Linked DNA regions of Mus musculus: regions 1 and 3 are each linked to region 2. Evidence: chromatin contacts called from public Micro-C data. All regions are on one chromosome and are shown on one strand. The core of a region is the stretch at or near the end of the contact, and the rest is flanking DNA. Distances in the headings are between cores, read along the strand shown.

Evidence for each region. A called contact is a pair of places that touch in the nucleus more often than the background predicts.
Region 1: a Micro-C map of the HL-1 cell line shows a contact between it and region 2, with 10 times the contacts expected there. The contact joins two enhancer-like sites. A contact is called at or near these places in 26 of 484 Hi-C or Micro-C datasets (3T3-L1-derived adipocytes, the AML12 cell line, the HL-1 cell line and 14 more) and 4 of 115 datasets of contacts at active chromatin or transcription factors (astrocytes, a beta-TC-6 cell line, embryonic stem cells and 1 more).
Region 3: a Micro-C map of embryonic fibroblasts shows a contact between it and region 2, with 12 times the contacts expected there. The contact joins two enhancer-like sites. A contact is called at or near these places in 2 of 39 promoter capture datasets (the 3T3-L1 cell line and hippocampal neurons), 36 of 484 Hi-C or Micro-C datasets (the 3T3-L1 cell line, the AML12 cell line, the C2C12 cell line and 21 more) and 3 of 115 datasets of contacts at active chromatin or transcription factors (embryonic stem cells, extraembryonic endoderm stem cells and vascular smooth muscle cells).

The regions. Positions count from the first base shown.
Region 1 is chr8:31,459,171-31,463,319 of GRCm38.p6, reverse strand. No RefSeq gene overlaps it. Among named protein-coding and RNA genes, the nearest start is that of 7420700N18Rik, 93 kb to the right of the region's middle. Within about 2 kb of position 2,824, at least 8 of the 459 cell types and tissues checked have an H3K27ac peak or open chromatin away from gene starts, as enhancers often do. A contact at or near this core is called in the HL-1 cell line, where this site is marked.
Region 2 is chr8:31,299,215-31,302,986 of GRCm38.p6, reverse strand. No RefSeq gene overlaps it. Among named protein-coding and RNA genes, the nearest start is that of 7420700N18Rik, 67 kb to the left of the region's middle. Within about 2 kb of position 2,051, at least 34 of the 459 cell types and tissues checked have an H3K27ac peak or open chromatin away from gene starts, as enhancers often do. A contact at or near this core is called in the HL-1 cell line and embryonic fibroblasts, where this site is marked.
Region 3 is chr8:31,516,305-31,520,168 of GRCm38.p6, reverse strand. No RefSeq gene overlaps it. Among named protein-coding and RNA genes, the nearest start is that of 7420700N18Rik, 150 kb to the right of the region's middle. Within about 2 kb of position 1,613, at least 12 of the 459 cell types and tissues checked have an H3K27ac peak or open chromatin away from gene starts, as enhancers often do. A contact at or near this core is called in the HL-1 cell line and embryonic fibroblasts, where this site is marked.

The DNA.
Region 1 (4,149 bases), core at 1,575-4,074, 160 kb before region 2:
AAAGGAGGCAAATAGATCAAATACCACAGCAAAGCCATTCAGAAGTCAACGATAAACCACCAATTAAACAAGTTAGAAGATGGCTTAAGGTTTTACAAATAAAGGACTCTGGAAAGACAATCTCCAAGGAAAAGGAATTGAGATTCAGAAAACCCTGAGGCCCCTGCTCTGTTATAAGAAGTTTGGTGCACCATTTCTGGATTGGGAGGCTCTGAGGCAGTGATTGTTTTTAACCATAAGTAGTTGGCATTCTATGAGCTGAATAGACACTAAAACAGGAGTGAGACACACAAGGATAAAACTTTAAGACTCCCCCCTCCCACTTCATAAGATTCTATCAGAGCTGGGGTAATTCATTTTAGGAATAGTAGAAGGATAGCAGGAACTTCATTTAAGATAGAGTTTTATGATATTTCAAGTTTTAAAAACGTTAAAAGGGAGGGCTTCATGTCTCAGGCCCGAATGTCTATTCTGCCAGATCAGCACCTGCCCTGGGGAGCACACAGCGATCACTTCCTCAAGCCATCAGCGTTTTTCTTTAAGTATCACAGGCAACTCACAGAAAAGCCTTACAAGTCAGTTTCTAGATTCTTATCTGGCAATAGTGGATGATCTCATCCCCTGTTTTATCTGAATCTTGTCAGATGAAGCTGTTAAAGCTTTGACCTGCTGCTTCTTATTCTTCTTTAGCATACCCGGTGCAACACAAATTCCTTATAGTAAGTGGATTATTGCACAAATGTCTCCCAGTCCCAAGAAATAGAAGTAGGAGCCCCAACCTGCTGTAGGGTAGAGGTGTTCACATCTTCAAAAATTCATTCATGATTCTGCTACACATTTTCAGGAAGGGGAAAAAATGCCTATTTCCTATTCCAAAATGAGGATATAAAGAGGTTGGCTAGCTGGGTGTCGTGGCGCATGCCTTTAATCCCAGCACTTGGGAGACAGGGGCAGGCGGATTTCTGAGTTCGAGGCCAGCCTGGTCTACAAAGTGAGTTCCAGGACAGCCAGGGCTGCACAGAGAAACCCTGTCTTGAAAAACAAAAAAACAAACAACAAAAAAAAAGAGGTTGTTTTTTGTTTTGTTTTTTTCCCAACAAAGTTCTGGTAAATTCTAATTCTTTTCTAGTGGTTTGAATAAGAATGGCTTCCATAGGCCCATGCTTGGTCACCAGGGAACAGTATTATTTGACAGAATTAGTAGCCATAGCCTTGTTAGAGGAAGTATTACACTGAGGGTAGGCTCTGAGGTTTCAAATGTTCAAGCCAAGCCCAGAGTCTTGCTCTTCCTCCTGCCAGTGGATCTAAATGTAGAACTCTTAGCTACCTCTGTATCTACCTGCATGGTACCATGCTTCCATCATGATTAAAAAATAAAAAAAGGAGTAAACCTCTGGCACTGAAAGCCAGCCTCAATTAAATGCTTTCTTTTATAAGCATTGTCATGGTCATGGTGTCTCCTCACAGCAAAAGAACACTGACTAGGATGCCTTCTCATCACAACTAGATGATTACTATTTCTCTAAAGTATTTTTATTTTGAGACAGAGTCTCATAAAGCCCAGGCTGAACTTGATGACTCAGAATTCCCGATCCTCTAACCCCTTCCTCTCACGTGTGGAGATTAAGGCATGTTCCACCAGGCACAGATTTTCTATTCCTCTTAAGTACTTTGGAAGCATAATCATATAAGTTCTGGACTTGGGTATATAGAGTTAGTCACATACCTTAATAACTACATATATAGTAGCAGGCATATACTAAAAAATTCATATATGATAATGAATTATAAGGACAAAAGATCAGAACTGTTCATGCAGTTTGAGAGACAGAGACCTGAAAAAATGAGCGGTTCTGATCCTTGTCTTTGGCTCAAAGCTGGAATGTCCTTAGTTCTGTCCCCAGCTGGAGGAATAAATGACAGAATGGGGATCTGGTTCCATTTGGGTTTCTTGCCATCTTTCTTCTTCTGTTATACACCTACATTAGCAGCATCACATGGAAGCCAGACATGAGGATGCGACTGGGACTGAGAGGCACCTGGACATCATGGATTGACTGGTACATGGCCCAACTCTTCTGCCCCCATGCCTCAACCCACTGATGCCTTATGTATCTGAAGATGGGGGTCATTGGTATTCTGACACATATTTTGATAGAAAAGAAACTGTTTTAGGAACTATCCATTAAAATGTGTGTGTAAATACTAATGAGCTCTACACAAGGTCTTCAGCTCAATGGGTAGTTTGGCATAGTTTGGTCTACACCAAAACTACAGTCCCAGGTTTCATGACTGTGCCATGGTTTTGTAAGTTGTCACTGGGGGAAGCTGGAAAGAGTATGCAAGGACTTTGTTTTCCAACCTTTCCATGTCAGTGACTACTGGGGCAGCACAGGTTCTATTTCTTCAACTTCCATGTGAGTGTAAAATTATTTCCAGAAGAACTCTTCAAAAATAAATAATAAAAAGCAATGACTGTATAAGAACACTTTTATCTAAAACAAGAGTACGTAAACATTTCTTGTATATTCTTATAAATTTTATGTCAGTTTCAATATATGTCAAAATTGAAAATTTTTTCAAAAACCAAGAGGATATTCCTTTGCTTCTAGAACATTCAGACAATCGGGCCCTGGGACATGCTGAGGGCTATAGAACTGAAATGATGTTGTAGACTTGGTCTACTGGGAATAGCACTGCCTGCTATGATTGGGCACGACTCCAAGACTTTCAACACAATGCCAAGGACATGTCCACAGAGGATGGCTCTGTCTACTGTGAGTGAGCACATGCCCAAAGCTTCCAGCAGTTGGCACTGCGGGCACAGGATATGGAGACTGAAAGCATCTGCCACTGTGTTTTAGAGAGCTAGTGTAACTGTTTCTCCTGTCCATAACAGGTATCTACAGGGTCCACAGAACTTCTGATTCAGTCTTGTGCTGCAGACAGATGGTACCTGAGGTGTGATGTAGATTTGTCTGCAAAGGACAATGGGAATGCAATTATGTGCCATGTCTAGCCTTCACAGAGAAAAGCTGTGCCTAAAATGAAGCGATTCACTAAGCATAGCAAAGTGTTGCTAAAACAGGATCATCTGAAAAGACCTAAGAAGGTCGTCTACAAACAAGTACCAGAAGGATGCCTTTGCCCACACCATTTTTCTGCCAGCTGGGCTAATTCTTATCTGAATAGAGAAAGGTGGATCGGGTCAAGGTAACAATCAGTGGTGTCAGGAGTCTCAGGCACAGCAACAGGGCAGGCTTTCTCAACACAGCTGCCCTGGGGGTGGATACAGGACATAGCTCTTGTCACTCAAGGAGGAAGTTGCTGCCTGAGAAGGAGACAATAAACCTAGGCTTGTGTTTGGTGTGTAGAGGGGAATGTGTATCCTCTGTACTACATATGAAAGCTAGGATATTCCCTTGTTCTTAACACAAAAAACCAACCAGGTCTCTAGCAGAGAAAGATTTGAAACACTTCTATTTCATCTGCTTAATAATTTAAGCAGGCATAGTAGGAAACTGTAGGGATGAAATACTCATAAATTATGCAAAAGTAAGAAAGAAGAAGAAACCTTCTAAGAAAAGACTAATACTTAAAGAGAAAATAATTATTGATAATAAAATTGAGGATATAATGTTTGTTCTGTGACTACAAATGACTCATATGAAAATTCTTCAGGCCTGTGTTAGTGTCAAGATGAAAATTTAGATGTTTAAATCTTGCCGGGTTTCACAAGTGCCATGCATACATTGAGCTGATCTTCTATCTCTCATGCAAATATGACCCCACTTAGCACAAACCTTCTAACAATGGAGTATTCCACAGTGAACAGATTTTCATTGATCTTTCTAGAATAAGTAACTCAAAGAATCAAAGATCTGTTATTTTGTGCAAACAAGTGAGTTTCACCAAACGTGAATGCACCATTACTGTTTTATGTTGTCAAATTCAATAATTATTGTTACCCACAACCTATTCAGTCTGAAACTAAAGGCATTGCACACTGAACAAATTTTTTTCTTTTTTTTTATTGGGTATTTATTTCATTTACATTTCCAATGCTATCCCAAAAGTCCCCCACACGCTCCCCCACCCACTCCCCCACCCACACACTCCCACTTCTTGGCCCTGTCGTTCCCCTGTACT
Region 2 (3,772 bases), core at 802-3,301:
AGGCCTCACCCAAGTTTCAGTGCCATTCTATTGAGGTCGAGCTTATAGCACACGAACCTTTAAGGGACAAACCAACTATAACCCTAGTAGGCTATTACTGGACTTATTGTAGTTCCCTCCAGTTCCAACAAAGTCTGAAGGCTTCCAGCTGATAGTGTGAATAGTGTATTTTCAGAGAAAATCAACTTCAACCCCAACACCCTCTACAACCGAGAGCCTCTCCCAAAGGGGCTCCCACCATCTGTTCACACCACAGTCACACCTCCAAGACCTAGAGTATAGGTTAGTCAATGTGCCGTTAGGTACATTGTCTTCCAAGGTGGACCCACAGTGACTGCATCCCTGGTGGTGTTCATGAACTAAGAGTAATGAGTCTTTCCTTACCACATTCTACGTGTGGCTTCTTGGGAACTAGATAACATAGAAGCTGCTGAATCTATTTCTCACTTTGTCCTACAATCTGTTTCAAGTCTGCTAGTGTGCTCAAGCAGTGATCTTTCTCTCTTCAAAAGAAAAAAAAACCTTCAGAACTAAATTCCTAGGGTTCAAATATACCTCCAGGACTCAGAGAGCATGTGAGAGCATGGGCCTTGCAGGACCGTGTGACACTGCTGGAATATTCCAGTACATTCCTCCAACATCCCTTAGACATTCACTCCCTAGGATGTCTGTGTGACTCTAGAAGGTTGAGAGCCTACCATTCACTCAGTCAATACCTTGAACACCATTCTCCGGGTCCTTAAGCAGCTTCCAGGCTTCGGAAGACATTCTCTCAGATCCTCTCAGTCTTGGTTTGGGGGATGAGAAGCAATAACTCCTCCCCAAGAGCACTAACTACTCATTCAGTGATGACTCCCCTTCCTTCCTCGGCCCCTCTTCTGAAAGAGGCTGGAGAGTGGTAATGGCATAGCACATACACTTCTCTTCCTCCCCTCAGAATTCATGGGGAAGGGTTGCTGGCCTTGCAAACTGGAGAACAATATGTAATATGCAATATGATATATTTAGGGCCTTTCTTCTTCAGCTTTGTATCTTGTATACCATCATAGCACAGGAGGAAGACTGGTTTTGCAACTATTTTAAATGACTTTTACTGTGATGATGTAGATGTCTGTGTAGAATAACACACAGAGAGATACACATGTTTTCTAAGTATGTGGCTCCCTGCATATATTGGAAACTCTTTAAAGGAATACATCTTCCTTCTTTTCTCTCTCCATTTCTCAGCACAGTATGGAGCATTTTGTGGGCGTGTGACCAATGTCTGCTATACTCTTTCCTAATCCCCAACAAAGCTGAAGGAAAACCCCAGCATCATGAGATGCCAAGCTCCTCATTTTTCAAAAGAAATCCAGGCCCAGAAAGATGAGGTCATTTATCCAAGGGCACACAGCTAGCTGGGATTCCATTTCTCATACAAATTCATACACTTAATGGTGCTGCAGAAGCAGAAGTAAGCCAAGCATATTTGATGACTGGCCTTTGGAGAGTCGAGAGTGGGTAATGGAAAACACTCTACAAATTCCAAAAGTTAATTTTTGCAGATGAAGCACATTTCTCATTCCCCAATCTGGTAGAGTTTGCCAGTGTGTGCCGTGACTAATGTTGGCTCAGCCCAGACTTCCTGTTTTCAGGGCAGCATGACAGATTTGTTGGTATAATTTGGCTTTAATTCATTTCAGGCCAATCCTGGAAACGCGAGGCTATGTCATGTCTCATTGCAACATTAACTCCATTTTTCTACCTTCACTCCCTCTATTAATAAGCAGAGGCCACTCAATGGGGCAATCTTAACAGCCTGCTGCAGGTGACAGCCAGAAATATAAATAACTTCTCACTTAGTCTTTTACTCCTTTCCAGGAAAGCTGATAGGTTCGCTCTCCTATCTCTCCAAGTGGACCCAAGGCTGATGAACTCATTCAAGGCAGTTCACATGTTTCTTGGTGAGATGGATTTCCAGGACAGACTGATAGAGAAAAGGGTTACTCTTGTGGCAATACCTGATGACCTTACAGTGATTCCAGGTTAATAAAATATTTCCCCTGGGCCCTGGAACATCCTCCTTCAACTCAATCTACTGAGAGCACAGGGTGGATGGAATCTTTTCTCCTGCTTTTCCTAAAGTTCACCTATTCCAAATTCTAGACTGAGGATGGAAGAAGGAGAGGTGGGAAGCAGAAGTGTGCAGGTGTCCAAGTTCTCTACAGGAAGGTGGCTCCACACCAATGTGATGGAGAGTGACCTTCAGAAAGACGCCTAGGGAGGAAACATAAGGTGAGTGGATGTTATATTTCATGGCGTGGATACTATATGTATTGTCGAGCTCAAGTATTGAAAACATGTCTGATGTTAAAAACTATATCTGGCCCAAAGTTGTTCTCAGTGGAGAACTAGAAGCCACAGCTCTTCATTCTCTGACCAGCTTCATATCTACCAATTACCACAGCATATCTAGAGCTTAGGCTGGCCAGATCCTTATAGCAGATCCCAGTGAATGACATGGCAGAGGCTTGAGAGGAAGGGAAGGGTATCTCCTGAGGAATGAGTGGCCATTGGAAGAACATCTGTTCATCAGAAGAAGAAGAAAATAAAGTTCCATGCTCTTCTTAACTTAAATTTTAAGACCCACTCATTGGCATATCGCCTATTCTGGTATTCCATATGACTTCTGTGTATTTTATGGAATGCTTAGTGAATCCCTTGGTCATAATGCCAAAATATATTCTCCAAAGACCTTTAAACTGTGTGCTCTGTACCTGAGAATTATATACAGTACTGTCTTCTGTCTTCCCAAAACCATACCACATGGAGTAGAGGCAGAATTTGGGCTAGGTGAGTTGCAGTGTAGGAATTTGAATGTATATATCCCAACTGACTCATTCCTTCTCCTGTTTTGAGGAGTCATGGGCCTGGGAATTAGAAGTAAGAAAAGAGCTAGGGAGATGGCTCAGCGGTTAAGAGCACTGACTGCTCTTCCAGAGGTCCTGAGTTTGATACGGAGCAACCACATGGTGGCTCACAACCATCTGTAATGGGAATGTGATGCCCTCTTCTGGTGTGTCTGAAGACAGCAACAGTGTACTCACATACATGAAATAATAAATGAATCTTTAAAAATTATTAGAAGTAAGAATAAGAATGATGGAGAAGCTTATGTGTTTCCCTTGACTGATTGAAGTTTTCTATTATAAAAGAAAGAAAAAGCAACACCTGCAATGTCCCAAGATGCTTAGAGAGTCCAAAGGGAACTGGGGATGTCCCACCACATTTTGAGAAAGCAAAGTACCACAAAAAAATTTTTTTCCAAGGTCTGTTGCAAGAAACTCTGATATCTTTATTTAGGGCTGAGAAAGTAAATGTCTCCCTTCTTTCCCACTTCTCCTCTTGTTACTATAATGCTGGACTCACAACTACTACTTCTGAGACAAATTCTCTAACACGGCAACGGGGAAGCCAGACTTATTTTCTCAATCATCACACGATGCGACTCCGAGTCCCCCATGTGGCAAACAATGCCACAGAGAAGAGGGGTGGCTCTCTGGACTTGCATTTCACTCTTAAACAAATAAGGACAGCCAAGAATTATGAGAACTCATAATGAAGCGCTCTGGCAAGATTTAATATGTTCCTAGCCGGCCATCAATGCAATAATAGGCCGTGGGTATTTTTATAAATGGATCTTTCCTCTTTAGAGTGGTTTTAGTTGCTTCCCATCCAAAGAATCACTTAGGCAAATGCATAGCTGAGGGGGGAACAAAAGAATAATGATTCT
Region 3 (3,864 bases), core at 364-2,863, 220 kb before region 2:
CTCAAGAAAATAAATAAAGGATAATATCATTCTTTCATATACAGATGTTTGACTTACATGGAAGATTCTCCTATTAAGACTATTATGAGCTCAACGATGCAGGTAACACTTCAACCATGCATTCTTAGGAAAGCAACACAATTCATGGTGGAATATTGATAGCTTACCCTCAGGATGGCATGGCTGACTGTAGCTCACTGCTGTTGCCCAAGACAAGGGTATCAAAGAATATATTACAAGCCCAGGAAAAGGTCAAAATTCAAAGTATAATTTCCCTGAACGACTAATCCCTTTAGCATGACCATAAAGCACAAAACTTTAAGTTGAACCATATGTTGAACCATTAATACCATAGGAATGAGCAAAACTGAAGGAAATAGGAAGAGAAATGTTAGGATAAATTATGTTATTGGAAGGAAAATAGAACTGGTTGAAAACTGTTGAAGGTGGGTAAACACGGCCCTCATGAAAGCATCAGCATGTCTGGGGTCCAAGATGAGTTAGTTTATGTCATAAGAATCAAAAGCAAATGAGTTTATTCTTACTTCCTAAATTGTATGCAAGTATTTTTGCCTCCAACAGTCGCCCCCAAAAGACAACCGAATAAGAAAACTGTCATTTAAACCCAAAATGATTTTGTCATTGCCATCCTATCCAACCTCCTTTCAAAGCCACGCTTAATCCTGCTTGTTGACACGTGCATTTAAGTTCTCCTGGAGTCACTCATGAAGACGTTGTGTAATTCAGTTTGGTAAAAAGGATTTTTAGTTATTTATGTAAAACATGATTGACATTTTATTGTAAGACCTTGTTCTTTTGCTAGAGTTCGACACTTACCATGCTTACAGGAGGGATTGCTTTCAAGGCTGTCCTTAAATAGGGTTTTTTGTTGCTTCCTTTTAGCATAATTGTTGCACTTGTTGCTACATTTAACATGTACCCGAACAAATGGGATTAGCAACTTTCTTGATGGTGTTCTTTTTAGTGATGGCCATTCACTAACATCTTTCTTTAGTTAACTAGTATTTAACTGGTGACTAAATATTCAGTTAAAATAATTCTGATAGGCTCATAATGCCATCTAGTGGACAATCTTTAAAATACCACCCCCTGCCCCCCACCCCCAGCCATTTTAATTTTCTAATCATCAATATGCTCTTTAATCTGGACAATGGCTTCATTTAGAAGGATGGGTTAGGATCCCTAAACTCTCTGACAAGTCTATGTAGCATTTCTAACATTGATACCATCCTAAGGGAAAGAAACACACAGCATCAAGTACTTCTGGTTCCTCATCTGTTCAATGGTGTCACCAATGCTGTTAGGAAGTTACAAAGTAGGAATCCAATGTGCAATGTTCGTGTTCGTTGGTTCTCTGATCACCATGGTTTTATATAGAAGTCTTTTATAGCTACTTTGTGATGGTAGAGAAGTGCCATCATGCTCTCTATGGGAGAATTAAGGTTAATGAGAACACAATGGCACTGTCAGCCAAGAACCTGCAGAATGCCCAAACTCAGCCATGGTTTCTCAAAGGTAAAAGTCCTGGCCTTGGCTGTCCACAGACTGGTAGTGATACCTCGTGAGGTAGGAGAGCTTCTCTCAAAGGCACAGATGACTGAACATACGCTCACATGTTAATGTGACTCACAACTTCAGTATGTGTATCTCAACAGATGCTAGGAAACACGTCCTAAAATTCAACACTTGTTTTTTGAGTAGGCAGCAAAATGATGACGTCATAAGCATGTAGACAAGAACACTGCCGTAATTATAAAGCCCCGTGATGTCATCAAATTACTTCCAGTAAGATGGAGCGCATTTCTGCCATTATCACCATTAATTCAGCCCACGTACCTGCATTCTGATATGATATAGATTTACTGTGCTGGACAGATGGTAAAATGGTTAAGAATGCTTGCTGTACTGCATAAGACATGGAATTGGATCACAACATCCAAGTCAAGTGATTGTCCAGCACCAGGGCATCCCAGGCCTTTCCTGACCTCCACAAGCACTTAGATCTGTACCCATTCACACACACACACACACACACACACACACACAAGAATATAAGAAAATAGATCGTTAAAGAACACATAGACTTAATAGACATAATGATTATTGGACAAAAGTAACCTGAAAAACCTGTAAACATTAAGAGCTTATACAGTAGATAGAAATATATATAAATATATATGTATGTGTGTATATATATAAATAATGCTCTATGAAGTAGGAAAAAGAAAAAAGAAAAAGTAATTAGAAATAGCTGAAAATATTTACAAATAAGGCAAATCAGAAATACACAGGTTTTATGAGTAAGAGTTGAATTTTATTGAATGGCTCTTATGATCTATTAAGATGACTATCATATATATATATCATATATATATGCCTGTTACCTAAGCACATGCAATTTTAAAGTTAAATGTTATGAAAACTGAAAATGAGTCAGAAATATTTCCAACAATATATTTGAAATGCTCTCTTAAATAAACCTTCATTTACATGCCAAACTTGGTTCAATTTCTTTGTTGCTTCTTAATTGATATTCTCATTATTCAGGACATGTGTCTCACCTAGAGTAATACATAAATTATGGTTATTACCTTATTAACTTTTAAATTATTTTCTGCACTTTTGTGAGACCGAGAGACATGAGAATATGAACTCTGTTTTTCTAAGCAAGGACATGTTTTAGAAAGCAATATGCTTAATAAATACTAATTAGCAATGGGACAATTGAGGCAGATCCTCCAGTAATCATCGCCTCACTGAAACCCAGATCTAAGCAGCTAATTGGCCACCAAATGACCAAGTAGAGAACACATTGCCTGGGTTCAATGAGTACAGCAAAGAAGGAAACTGCATCAAAGAAGGGGTTGCCCATGTTATCCTTTTTCCAGCTATAAGCAATATGATGTGATAGAAGATGTCTCCTGCTTTAGGGATGAAAAAGGAATTAAATCTAGACCTTACACTTGAATTCCAGGATCTGGCCTGCTACAGTGAGTGCCAAGCAGAGACCCATGTCCCCTGCCTCTTGTACAGTGACTATGGACAACGTCTCTGGAACCTGATTAGGCAGATATCCTGGGGACTGCTTCCGGGACCCTTTCTCTCAGGCAGCAGAGGAAGCAAAATTCCTTCTACTGGGGAACAGAGGAGGATAACTGACACATGGGCTTTGCCTTGAAGGTCAGAGCCAACCCTGATGACTTGTGATCTGGTACTAGCTATGAACTAGAGGCCTGACAGACAAAACTTCCAGATCTTTCCAATATTATATATAAAGACTTACGGTATCAGTGGAGTTAACTCATGGCCTATATCACTGTCAATATTAGAGTTGGCTGGAGGGATCAGTGGATTGCATAGATCCTTCATCTGTAAGAGTCAGGTGAAACCCAGAATAACCAAGGAAGTGTCTCTATACCCCGCGTCAGGAAATATAACCATTCATCCTCAAGCTGACCCTCACATATGGAGACTCTGGCTCTGAGCAGGCAGCAGTATTCTAGGAGGAGAGACCCAGGCTTTGAATCACATCACTGCCAACTGAAACTGAAGTGCCAGTCTCAGGACTTAATACACCATCTGTAGTACTGAAGTGGCAAAAGTGACTTGTTCATAACTTCTGGAACTCAAGCAAAAAACAATGAAGCTAGATGATGCATAGTACAATATGTAATCCTGGAATGTTCAGATGGCATCATGAAATAGGCATCAAGAGCTTTCATATAATGTAATAATCAAAATAAGGTAATACTAGAAGTTGATCATATAGCAATGAGCATGGGTGAGTTTTCAGTGATGTGTTGGGTTAAGCTCTTTACAAGAACACTCAGTTCTTCTTGACTT